Linked DNA regions of Sus scrofa: all the other regions are linked to region 2. Evidence: chromatin contacts called from public Hi-C and targeted proximity ligation data. All regions are on one chromosome and are shown on one strand. The core of a region is the stretch at or near the end of the contact, and the rest is flanking DNA. Distances in the headings are between cores, read along the strand shown.

Evidence for each region. Hi-C and Micro-C count contacts between places; a contact is called where the count stands out from the background.
Region 1: a targeted proximity ligation map of alveolar macrophages shows a contact between it and region 2. A contact is called at or near these places in 1 of 47 Hi-C or Micro-C datasets (liver) and 2 of 2 datasets of targeted methods (alveolar macrophages and skeletal muscle).
Region 3: a contact with region 2 is called in a Hi-C map of embryonic fibroblasts, with 3 times the contacts expected there. A contact is called at or near these places in 14 of 47 Hi-C or Micro-C datasets (blood, brain, embryonic fibroblasts and 9 more) and 2 of 2 datasets of targeted methods (alveolar macrophages and skeletal muscle).
Region 4: a targeted proximity ligation map of alveolar macrophages shows a contact between it and region 2. A contact is called at or near these places in 3 of 5 promoter capture datasets (fetal skeletal muscle and liver), 7 of 47 Hi-C or Micro-C datasets (alveolar macrophages, embryonic fibroblasts, liver and 2 more) and 1 of 2 datasets of targeted methods (alveolar macrophages).

The regions. Positions count from the first base shown.
Region 1 is chr4:15,025,562-15,028,261 of Sscrofa11.1, forward strand. All of the region lies in intron 3 of MTSS1 (metastasis suppressor protein 1), which reads left to right. Among named protein-coding and RNA genes, the nearest start is that of NDUFB9, 86 kb to the right of the region's middle.
Region 2 is chr4:14,764,487-14,767,186 of Sscrofa11.1, forward strand. No RefSeq gene overlaps it. Among named protein-coding and RNA genes, the nearest start is that of ZNF572, 43 kb to the left of the region's middle.
Region 3 is chr4:15,078,627-15,081,326 of Sscrofa11.1, forward strand. The region is part of intron 6 of MTSS1 (metastasis suppressor protein 1); the gene reads left to right. Among named protein-coding and RNA genes, the nearest start is that of NDUFB9, 33 kb to the right of the region's middle.
Region 4 is chr4:15,111,943-15,114,642 of Sscrofa11.1, forward strand. It overlaps NDUFB9 (NADH dehydrogenase [ubiquinone] 1 beta subcomplex subunit 9), which reads right to left and starts at 1,339. Exons shown (of 4, transcript XM_013996497.1): 1 at 1,183-1,339. The coding sequence starts at 1,283. TATDN1 (TatD DNase domain containing 1) reads left to right here and starts at 1,404. Exons shown (of 12, transcript NM_001244525.1): 1 at 1,404-1,429. The coding sequence starts at 1,408.

The DNA of each region.
Region 1 (2,700 bases), core at 85-2,584, 260 kb after region 2:
AGTCTTTGGGGTTATGTCTGAGCCTTTGGGTTGTTGTGATATTAGAGCAGGAGGACCGTGTAAGGTACAGGGCACGTCCCGCAGGAGATTGGAAGATCATTCCTTTCTTGGCCATTTCCATGGACGCCAGAGGAGAGTCTCATCTTAGTTCTGAGTTCTAGACCTTTGAATTTTCAGATGGTGTAAACCAGTCTTGAAAGATCAAGTCAGTGGAGTCGTTTGCCATTGGCTCTCTGCCCACTGAACATGCTGAGGGTTGGTTCCTCTAACGAGGCTCCAAGGCCATGGCACAGGGTCCCGGGGCCCTTATGCCAAGACATGAAGCAGCCCCTCTCCAGGGCACCCTCCCCAGTGGTGATGGTGCTCACTGTCCAGGAATTCTCGGAGACTTTCTGCGAGCTCCGAGGCTCTGGGCGACAGGTGGGTGTGCATTTCCTTAGCAGGGATCATGAGGCCTCAGTGATCACAGCTAAGTGAACAGGGAAGGCTCTCGGGCAAATAAAGCTTCACTTGTCACAGCTGTCAACATGATTGTGTCACACTGGCTGCCCTTTGGAAAATTTTTTTGGAGGTAAGCTCCCCGAGTTCATAACCTTTGTTTCATTTTTCCTTGCCTTCAGAGTTTCAAAACGTGTTTAATAAAAAAAGAAAGCAAGAAAGCTGCCAGAACTTTGAATAAGCCCAGGGACCTGTGTCCGAGGCTGCTTTGGACTTTTGTGTCGCAGCCCGAGGAGTCTGGAAAACCAACGCACTTACCTTTGTGTCTTCCGAGAGCTGGTGTTCAGGAGCTTCCTCAGAGACCCGTTTGATCCCTGGTGTATGTACTGGGCATTTAATTTGGCCTCAGTGAGAGGACAGGTGCAATACAGGCGATAACAGCTCGGGACACCCACGCCCCTGTCTCCTGGGTCTCGCGCTTGTGGAGGGTGTCAGGATGAATAAGCCTATTGCCCCAGATGCGAGCAGCCTAGCGTGGCAGAAGGGAGATCACCCACAGTGGGTGACGGTCGTCAGGATTTGCCTGCACCCTGGCTAGAAGGACGAGGGGTGGGGGTGGGGGGATTGTATAGGAACAGAGGTGTTAGGACCTTTGGCTGGGTTATGTCAGGCCTCACACATGTCTCTGTTTACATGTAAATTTTCAGCTGAGCTTTGTAGCAAAGAAATCCCATGTCTTCTGAAACTTTGGGGACCACAGCCATGTTTTAGGACCTGCTAGCTAAGGGAAGGCACGGCCAGCACCCTCTCACCTTACTGAGGTGTGTTCACTTGGATCTTGTTGTCCAGGCAAACCAGAGCAGCTCTGTCCTGTGGCTGGTTCTCCGTGTTTGTCTGTTTCCTCCTCTCAAGGGCTGCTCCTTAGTCTTCTCTTCTCACTTTGTCATCCCCAAGTGAGGTTGACTTATAGAAAGAAAGCGAGAGGAGGGAAGTGAGAGTTGGAGGGTTACGAAGTGGGTGTTTAATGGAACGTCTCTTGTGTTCCAAGGCTCCGAGCTAGAGAGGTGTTCGGCATTAACAAAAAAATCCAGGGAGGTAGTGCCGTGTTGAGAATGGGCGGTGTTTGTTCCCTTTTAGTAAATGAGGAAACAGGGGCCAGTTCCGCTGTTTTGTAAAGAAGCAAACAGTTGAGGGTTTGTTATTTTGTACAAACAGAAGTCATTAGGGCTTTTTAAAATCATTTGCTGTCTTTTAAAGTTGTTGCGTAGAACAGTGTTTGTCAAGCACTAATATATGTCAGGCAACCCTTGGAATCTGGTAAGACGCAGGTTCTGATTCAGCCAGTTTGGGGTGGGGCTGGGAATGCTCCATTCCAGGGACCAGTGTTGAATACCAAGGGCATGGACTGTATACCTTCCAACAGCTGGGGAGAAAAGGGATTTATTTATTTTCTTTTTCAACACATGAAAAAAAAAAACCTTTTGAAATTAAAGTGTAATTGATTTACAGTGTTGTGCCAGTATCTGTTGTCCAGCAAAGTCACCAGTCATACATCTATATACATTCCCTTTCTTACATCATCTTCCATCATGGTCTATCCCACGAGCCTGGACAGAGTTCCCTGTGCTTATCCATTCTAAATGGAATAGTTTGCATCTGCTACCCAGAGTCCCAGTCCATCCCACTCCCTTCCCCGTCTCCCCTGGCAACCACAAGTCCGTGCTCTACGACCATGAGTCTGTCTCTGTTTCGTAGAGTGGTTCATTTGTGCCCCATTTGAGACTCCACATGCAAGGGGGGATCATATGGTTATTTTTCGTCCTCTTTCTGACTGACTTAGTATGAGAATCTCTAATGGCATCTGAGAAGAGGCATTTAGGTCAAGGAAATTTGAAGGCTCTAGTCAGCTGAGCACAAAAGTCAGACTTGGTGCCTTTTATTTTTCCAGGTGTCATAACTCCTTCGGTAAGAGGTATGTCCTCAGTGATGGAGAGCTCTTCACGTTTGTAAATATTTCTGCAGAGTGGTTTGAGAGGATGATGAAGGGAAAGTACAAAGAGACAGAAGGGATTGGGACTTTTTATGTCTCTTATCTAAGGACTGGCGTGTACAGTAACCTTCTTACTGGTCTCAGTGGGAGTGACCTAGAGAAGGTCATGGCCATCTCGTCCTTTTGAGGAAGGTCTGCTTTCATACATAAATTCGGATGGATCACAGCTTCAAGTGTGAGAGTAGTAATTGCATTAATTACTCTTGGAAGTT
Region 2 (2,700 bases), core at 200-2,699:
CTTGTGGGAGCCAATTTCCGAGACTGTCCCCAGTGGTCCTCCTGGTATTTGTGGCCTCCTATGTTTCATCCCAACTGAATTGAGGTTGGACTGTGTGACGGACAGTCCATGGAGGGAGTGGTGACATGTGACTCTAGTGACCGGTAGCATAAGATTCAATCATAAAGGCATTTTCAGCTTCCTTTGTGGTCTCTTGGGTTGCTCACTCTGGGGGAAGCCAGCTGCCATGGCAGGAAGGCAGTGCAGCCCTGACAAATGTCCACAGGGACATGGAGGACCAGCTTGGCAGCAACTGTCAATAGAGTGAGCCACCTTGGAAATGGACCCTCCAGCTCTGTCAAGTCTTCACATGACTGTAACCCCCCTGGCAGCTGAGGTTCAACTTCATGAGAGACCCTGACCCAGAACTGCCCTACTGAGCCCTTCCCAAATTCCTGATCCATAAATACTGAGTTTTGGAATTCCCGTCATGGCACAGTGGAAACAAATCTGACCAGGAACTATGAGGTTGCAGGTTCGATCCCTGGCCTCACTCAGTGGGTTAAGGATCCAGCGTTGCCATGAGCTGCAGTGTAGGCCAGCAGCTGTAGCTCTGCTTAGATCCCTGGCTTGGGAACCTCCATATGCTGTAGGCGCAGTCCCAAAAAAGCAAAAAATAAAATAAAATGCTAAATTCTTGGTGTGATTTGTTATACAACAGTACGTAACTGATACAATCCTATAGTCATGGAGTTTACATTCTAGTGGAAGAGATTACATGAATAGAATTTATCTGTTCATTTATTCAGTATCACCTGATACTGGCAGGGTGGTGGTGGCTGGGATTACAGCCGCCACAAGACACTGGACAAAATCTTTGCTTTCCTAGGTTTATGATCTAGTAGAGAGAGCCACGAAAATAAGAAAATTCTGTAAAATATTAGGTCACCAGTACTAAGAATAAAAGAAAACCAAGCAGGTGAGGTGAAAGGGAGCACGGTGGGGCTGAGCAGCAGCTGGGTGCTTGTAACATCTTGGTGGAAGGAAGGCATGGCCATGGCCTTTACCTGGGATCACCACAGGCTGGAGGAAGGCCTAAGCCCACTTTCTCTCACTCTGGAAAATACCTTGGTGCCTACAGATCCAACCATGGGCTGGCACTATTCGCCCAATGCCTTCCACCTCAGCTGCTCTGATTGTTTATAAAAGGTGACCCCATGCCCATGAGCTGCTTGCTGTCCACTTCCCATTCTGCTATTCACTGAAAGAGATACTGTTCTTCAGACCAAGCTCACCACTCTGCCTCATCCATTCCCACCTCCCTGGAGCCTCCTGATACCCTTTCACCCCAACCTGCCCTTCTTTTCACGCACCACTAGGTGGAGGTATACTAACACTTACTGGGCGCTTCCCATCTGCCAAGCTCCGCCTTCCCTCCGCTTCTGCATGATTTCATCGCCTGCTCATGACGCTTTGTACACGTCCCATTATTTTCCTGAGGTTAAGGCCCGAGGTCATTCAGCTATTAGGTGGCAGAGTTGGAATTCAGTCCCACATCCCTTTGAATCCAGACTTCATTCTTTGGCCAAGATCACCCACTGAGCTGGAAGAGCTCAGAAGTCACCTCATTTATTCCTCTGCTTCTGCGCAGGGCTGAAGTTAGATTAGCTCCAAAAGATTATGAATAAGTATCTTAAATTAGTGCCAAAGAAGAGGGGAAAAAAAAAAAGAACCCTAATAGCTCATTACAAGCTATACTGGGATTTTCGAGTTTCATGTTCTTACTAATGCCTAACAGTCGACCCACTTGATAAACTTGTATTAAGTGCCAGCTATGTGTTAAGCCCTGTGTCATGACCGAGTTAGGCATGGGTTATCATGGAAATATAAAGAGGGATGATGGACAGACTGGCAAGTCAGGGCAGCCCCCAGGTGATGCTAAACAGAGCCCTGGCCATCTCGGGAATGCCAGGCAGCAGAGGGGGCCATGCAGACAGATGGAACAACATGTGCAAAGTCAGGGAGAGGGGACTGAGAAGGGCTCATTTCCGAAAATGGCTGGAGTTTACAGGAAGTGTTGGGGAGGCATGGGCAGTGGGATTAAGAGATGAGCAGGAGCCAGATCAGTGCCAAGGTAAGGAATCTGCTCTCTCTGAAAAATGGGGGGTGGGGTGTGTGTGCGATTTAAAACTTTGAGGTAAGGTACTGCTATAGTAGAAAAATTATTTCATTAGTGGTATGGATGATGAATGGGAAAGGCCAATTAGGGAGAATACTGCAATGGTTTAGGTGAGAAATGATGGCTAGAGGAGAGAGAGACAGAGGTGGAAGAGATGTAGGAGAGATTTACGAGTAGACTAGTTCAGACTTGGCAACTGCCTGGGCGTGGGGGTATGGAGAAGGCAGGCACAGAGACTGAGTCATCCAGGTTCCTGGTTTGGGCACGTGGGTGGTGCTGAGATGGGAATCAGGGGGAGGAGCAGGTTTAGGGAAAGATACTGACATCTTATTATCCCCAGGTTCCTTAGGGCAATCCTCGCTTCACATGAGGAAAGGAGACTCCAAAAGCTGAAATGATTGGCTTGTATTCACATGGCCGCCACAGTGTCAGAGGTGAGACTCCAACCTACGTCTTTCCATTCATGGAAAATATCAGTTCCCCACCCGAAGCAGATTTGCTTGGCAAGGAATGTGAGGAGAGCTTAGTAGAGCGTAATGTGT
Region 3 (2,700 bases), core at 160-2,659, 310 kb after region 2:
TGTTTCAAAATGTTTTAAGTTCCAAAGCGTCAAGTCTTATCTGATGAAACGTCTCTTTCTTTTGATTTCTGTTTGGTTTTGCTTTGGGAATCAATCAAAAACTGCTGCAGGGTGTTAGGGAAGCTGATGTACGAAGGGGTGATAAGGAGAGCCTCCTTTGGTGGAAAAGGGGGATTTTTTAATTCCAAGTTCTAGTCTCCAGCATCAGCTTGCATTTCTATAATTATAGCCCATTTTTCAGTATTCATATCCCATATGTTGTTGACTCAGATGCCATCAGTTGTAAGATGCACTATTGTTTTCTGGACCATGAAAAAAGAAAAATCCCCATTAAACTGATGCCCCACTGACTGTAAGACGTCTTAATTTGTAAGATATAAAAATGTGAAAAAGCAGGCATCTTCAGATGAAGTACGGTATTTGCATGCATGTGTCAGGAGCAGATGGGAGTCGTTTTGTGGGATTCTGATGGCTTCTCCATGCATCTGTCTGGGCAAAAAGAGATGGCTTTGGGTTCTTTTCTGATGGCCCAGCGTGTCTCCAGTTGGTTCTTTCCCGTTTGAAAGCCCTTTGCCTGAGAACCGCATCTGGCTTGGTTTAGCCACAAGGCTCCGCTGTGGGCTGCAGTGTGTGCAAGAAGAGGCTGGGGGCTTCCAGATGATGCTTGTCACACTTGACTGGCTTTTTGATTGGGCTGTTACTACGCAGGGCGTTTCACCCCCTGTGTTCCCAGGGCTTATGTTTGCCCTGCAAGGGAAGCTTCAAAGACTGTGGACTCCTGAATGAGAAAGACGGGAGGGGTGGCGTCTGTGCCCACACCCAGCTCAGGGGTCCTGTGCAAGGCCCCTCCCACCTCCCCCCAGCCTGCCCCCCCCCATCAAAAGGGGCATTAATTCCCACCCTGAACATTTACGTCAAGATGAAGGAAAATTGAAATGTAAATGTCGGGGAAATACAGGATCTTGATTTCATTCCAAAAAGCTTTGTGAACTCTACCTACTTAAAAAAAAAAAATCAGATCAAATCCTTTCTCCTTTAGGGGTGCTGCTTTGGCCCATAACTTGGTGCCTGTTAATAATGCTTTGCCCCAGGAGTATTTTTTTTGTAAAGAGAAGAATCATATGATTTCCCCTGTGGGGGGGGAATGAGGGGCTGTTGGCGGCTGTTCAGCAGAATTCTCCAGCATGCATCCAGCTACCGCCTGGAAACTGGCAGGGGGGAAGAAAAATCTCAAGACTGAGATGGCTTAGATTTTACAGAAAAGGTCACAAGCAAGGCTTTGCTCAGGAATTTTGTCTGGAAAGGCCGTTTCAGGCACCACCCGCCACCCCACCCCCCCGCCCCGCTTTTGGCTGATGAGCTGTCCTGGAATTTGCTCATTTTCCAGTGTTAGGCCATTTAAGGGCACAGTGGTTGAGCCAGTGAGCAAACTCAGATCAAATTATTATATCAGGGCCTCAATTATTTGCTTTTTTTTTTTTTGCTTTTTAGGACCGCATTTGTGGCACATGGAAATTCCTTGGCTAGAGGTTGAATCGGAGCTACAGCCACAGACACACGGAATCCAAGCCACGTCTGCGACCTACACTGCAATGCCAGATCCGTAACCCACCAGGCGAGACCAGGGATTGGACCCGTGTCCTCATGGATACTGGTCAGGTTCATTACCACTAAGCCACAAGGGGAACTCCCCATTCGCAAATATTTGCAGGTAGGTGAGCTGAGGGAGAAGACGCAGTACTGTCTTCTTATAGTTTCTGGGGAGTTCCTGTTGTGGCTCAGTGGTTAACAAATCCGCCTAGGAACAATGAGGTTGCTGGTTCGATCCCTGGCCTTGCTCATTGGGTTAAGGATCTGGCATTGCCATGAGCTGTGATGTAGGTTGTAGACATGGCTTGGATCCCGAATTGATGTGGCTTTGGCATAGGCCAGTGGCTAAAGCTCCGATTAGACCCCTAGCCTGGGAACCTTCATGTGCTGTGGGTGCGGCCATGGAAAAGACAAAAAAAAAAAATTTAGTTTCTGTCCTCATGGGTGGTCAGTAGGGGAGACTGCCATCCATCAAAGAACTGAAGAAATACAGATGAATTTAGGGCTGGGAGGAGTGTCATGAAAGATACATATAAGGAACTTCCGAGAAGAGAACCCTAGTCTGGTGAGAGGGTTCAAGGAGGACTTTCGTGAAGGACCATGACCTGCTGGATGAACAGGTGTTGGACTGGTGGGAGGGGCATGAGCGGACGTGCAGGTGTGATGGAGCCAGACCCTGGAGAAGCGCCTGCCTGGAAAGTGGAGGGAGGAGGGCAGGAAGGAGGGCAGAGGGTGGTCCAAGAAGCTGAAGGCGCAAGTGGACAGACTGATCCACGGGTGCCTTGCAGGACAGGCCAGGTTAAGGTCATGGGACGGTGAAAAGTGGCGATTTGTGTTTTGAAAGTCACATGGGGCTGCTCTGGGCACAGCTGGACCACGTGCAGTCGGGGCGACATGTTAGGGGCTGGTGGAGCCGTCCAGGTGAGAGGTCAGGATGGCACGGTGGAGATGGCAGTCGCAGAGGTGAAGCAGGGGACAGAGTCAAGTCCATTTGGGAGCTAGAATCGCCAGGACCTGTGCTGGGGTCATGGGCAGTGGCTGTCCTCCCGACGCTACTGCTGGGAAAGAAGTAAACAGGCTTGTGTACATGAAGTCAGCGCCGAGACAACT
Region 4 (2,700 bases), core at 89-2,588, 350 kb after region 2:
GGTTCCTAGTCGGATTCGTTAACCACCGAGCCACGATGGGAACTCTATATGTAGAATTCTTGACGGCTCAACTTCCTTCCTTTTTATATAACTGATAATTCTCCATGTTATCTATTTGTTTATAGGTCCATCTTCCCCATTTATCCACTAGTTGCTACAGATGAGAAAGAAGCCTTATAGGCTTATTTATGCATCAGTCAGCATACACCTGGAATGCAAATTCTGTCAGATGAATGAATAAGGAGAAATTAGGGAAGTAATTAATCTTACAACCTTGAACCTGGCCATCTTCCTACTTAGCAAAGAGAAGTAGGTCAATGACTTTACAATAAGCCCATATATGCAATCAAGGATCCTTTCCACAACTCTTCCAGATGTACTCAGTTTCTCATTGTTTAGAGGTTTTTCTCAAAGGCCCTTCTTTGTGGGACAAGGTTTTAGGATTTGGCTAAGGGAGTGGAGGTCTGGCATTCACACATTTTGGGTTGTCACCCCACCATGCATTGCGTGTAGGTCACAAAAATCTGTATGTTTTATGAATATGTTCTATGACTAATCTTAGATGAAGAGAGAGAGATGATGAGAATTCATGCAATGTGAAGATAATAAAAAGGAATGGATGAAGCTAAAACAAGAAAAGCTGATGGGAAGGATAATGATGCTTTGTGGTTAAGACACCTGAGTTTTAATCCTGGCTGGCCACTTACCAGATTCAGGGCCTTGAACAAATTACTCTCTAGCTTCTCTCTCCTCATCTATAAAATAAGGCCAAATAATCCCTAACTCCCAGAGTTGTGAGGACAAGAGAAAATATGCATAGATTATTACTGCTAATATTAGGAACGAGAAGGTCATGAAGAAAACTATTACTTAGTGAACGCCGGAGGCACTTTCTTAATCGACATGCCACCCTCGACACTGGGTCCTGTGTCCATTTTCCTGATCAGAAAAGTGAGGCCTGGGCCAAATAAGCAATTCTTCAAGGTCTCGCGCACCTGCGGGCGACGAAGTCTGCATTCGAACCCGGGTCTACGCGGGGGCTCTGTGGGTCGAGACGTCGCCTTCCACCCCGTTCCCGAAGTCCTTGACACCTCTCTCCCCTCCCCCCGGGTCACTAGGGCCTTTCGGCCTCCGTGGAGGCCTCCGCCTCACCTCCCCGCGCCGTGGGTCCCCCTCTCTCACCTGTGGACGCACCACGACTCCAGGTGGCGCAGCGCCCGCTTATAAAGCCGCAGCACCTTCTGCTGGTGGGTCAGGTAGGCCGCCGGCGCCGAGAAAGCCATGACGGCCCGCTCACCTTCAGCGGCCGCGGGCGCTGCCGGAAAACGAGGGGTGGGGCTTCCCCGGAAGGGCGGGGCGAGCGGCGGCCACTTCCGCTTCCGCCGGGGAGGAGCCAGGGCTGCAGTCATGAGCCGGTTCAAGTTCGTGGGTAAGACTTTTCCTGGATCTTTGGCCTTGCAATCCTCAGGCGTCGCCCACCGCCGCCGGAGGGCCCAGGATGTGAGCTCTCCGGCTCTTTGCGGGTTGAAAGTGCACCCTATGGAAGAGGGCGCGGGGAGGTTTCTGGGTGCTAATAATGTTCAGGATCGCGGTTTGGGTGCTGGCTTCACGGGTGTGCTTATTTGTGGAAATTCACGAGCTGCATTATGATTTATGCTTTTCCCAGCATGCGTTGTATTGAATAAAAAGATAAAAGGAGGCAGAGCTACCAAAAAAACCCCAGAAGGCCAGTCCCTAGCTGACCCTCCATCCCTTCTGCACCTCCCGCCTTTTCCCGTCTCCGCGGTGGAGAGGAGGATAGCTTCGAGGCACCCGTTTATTCGCTAATTCGTGCGTTCATATCGCAGTTACTGAACGACCCTGGTTCGACCCTGGTTTGCCCGGCACCGGCCTAGGAATACAGGCCAGGTCCCTGCTCTGCTGTCATCCCCATCTGGTGGGGAAACTGACGGCATAAATAGCGGGAAGAGAAACAAGTTCTATTACCTGACAAGTACGGTAATCCATTCAGCATGGGTAGAACAAGAGAGGGAAAATGCGACAGAAACTAAAGGAATAAGCATACTTGTATCAGGCATTTACAAGTATGGGACAGTGTGAGAGCTAGGATTGGAAGGGTAACTTGGGACTCGAATGTCTTGATGAGGTTAATTTTACTGTGTATAGAGTAGAGCCTCGCTGAAGACTTTTCACCAGGAGCATTCATTAAGTAAATCATTGAGGGCCAGTACATATTGGGGGCCCTGGGCTATGGGATACAGCAGTGGGTAAAGCTGGGCATGATCCTTGTTTTTGTGAAGTTTCCAGCTACTTGAAGGTGGAAAATGACAGTGATCACATCTCTGCTTTAGTACAGTAATCCTGACAGCTGTTAGGTTTGGTGGGGCGTAGGGAGAGGCAGAGAAGCATTTCAGAGCTTGAACTACGACACCGGAAACGGGAGAGACAAAGAGAAGAGAGATACGTATGCAGCGTTTAGCAGCTGAGTGTTTATGTCAGATAAAGGAGAGAACAGAGATGATTCAGGGTTGGGATAAATAACCTAAATGTGAAATGGAAACGTAATGGGAGTGGCTGGGTGCTACAGCAAGATCCGTTTGGATTCGGTTAAGTTTCAGACTCTTATAGGACCTTTTGGGTAGAGATATTTACTGAGCAATTGGAAATGTCTGGCACTCAGGAGAGTGGTTAAGATTATAA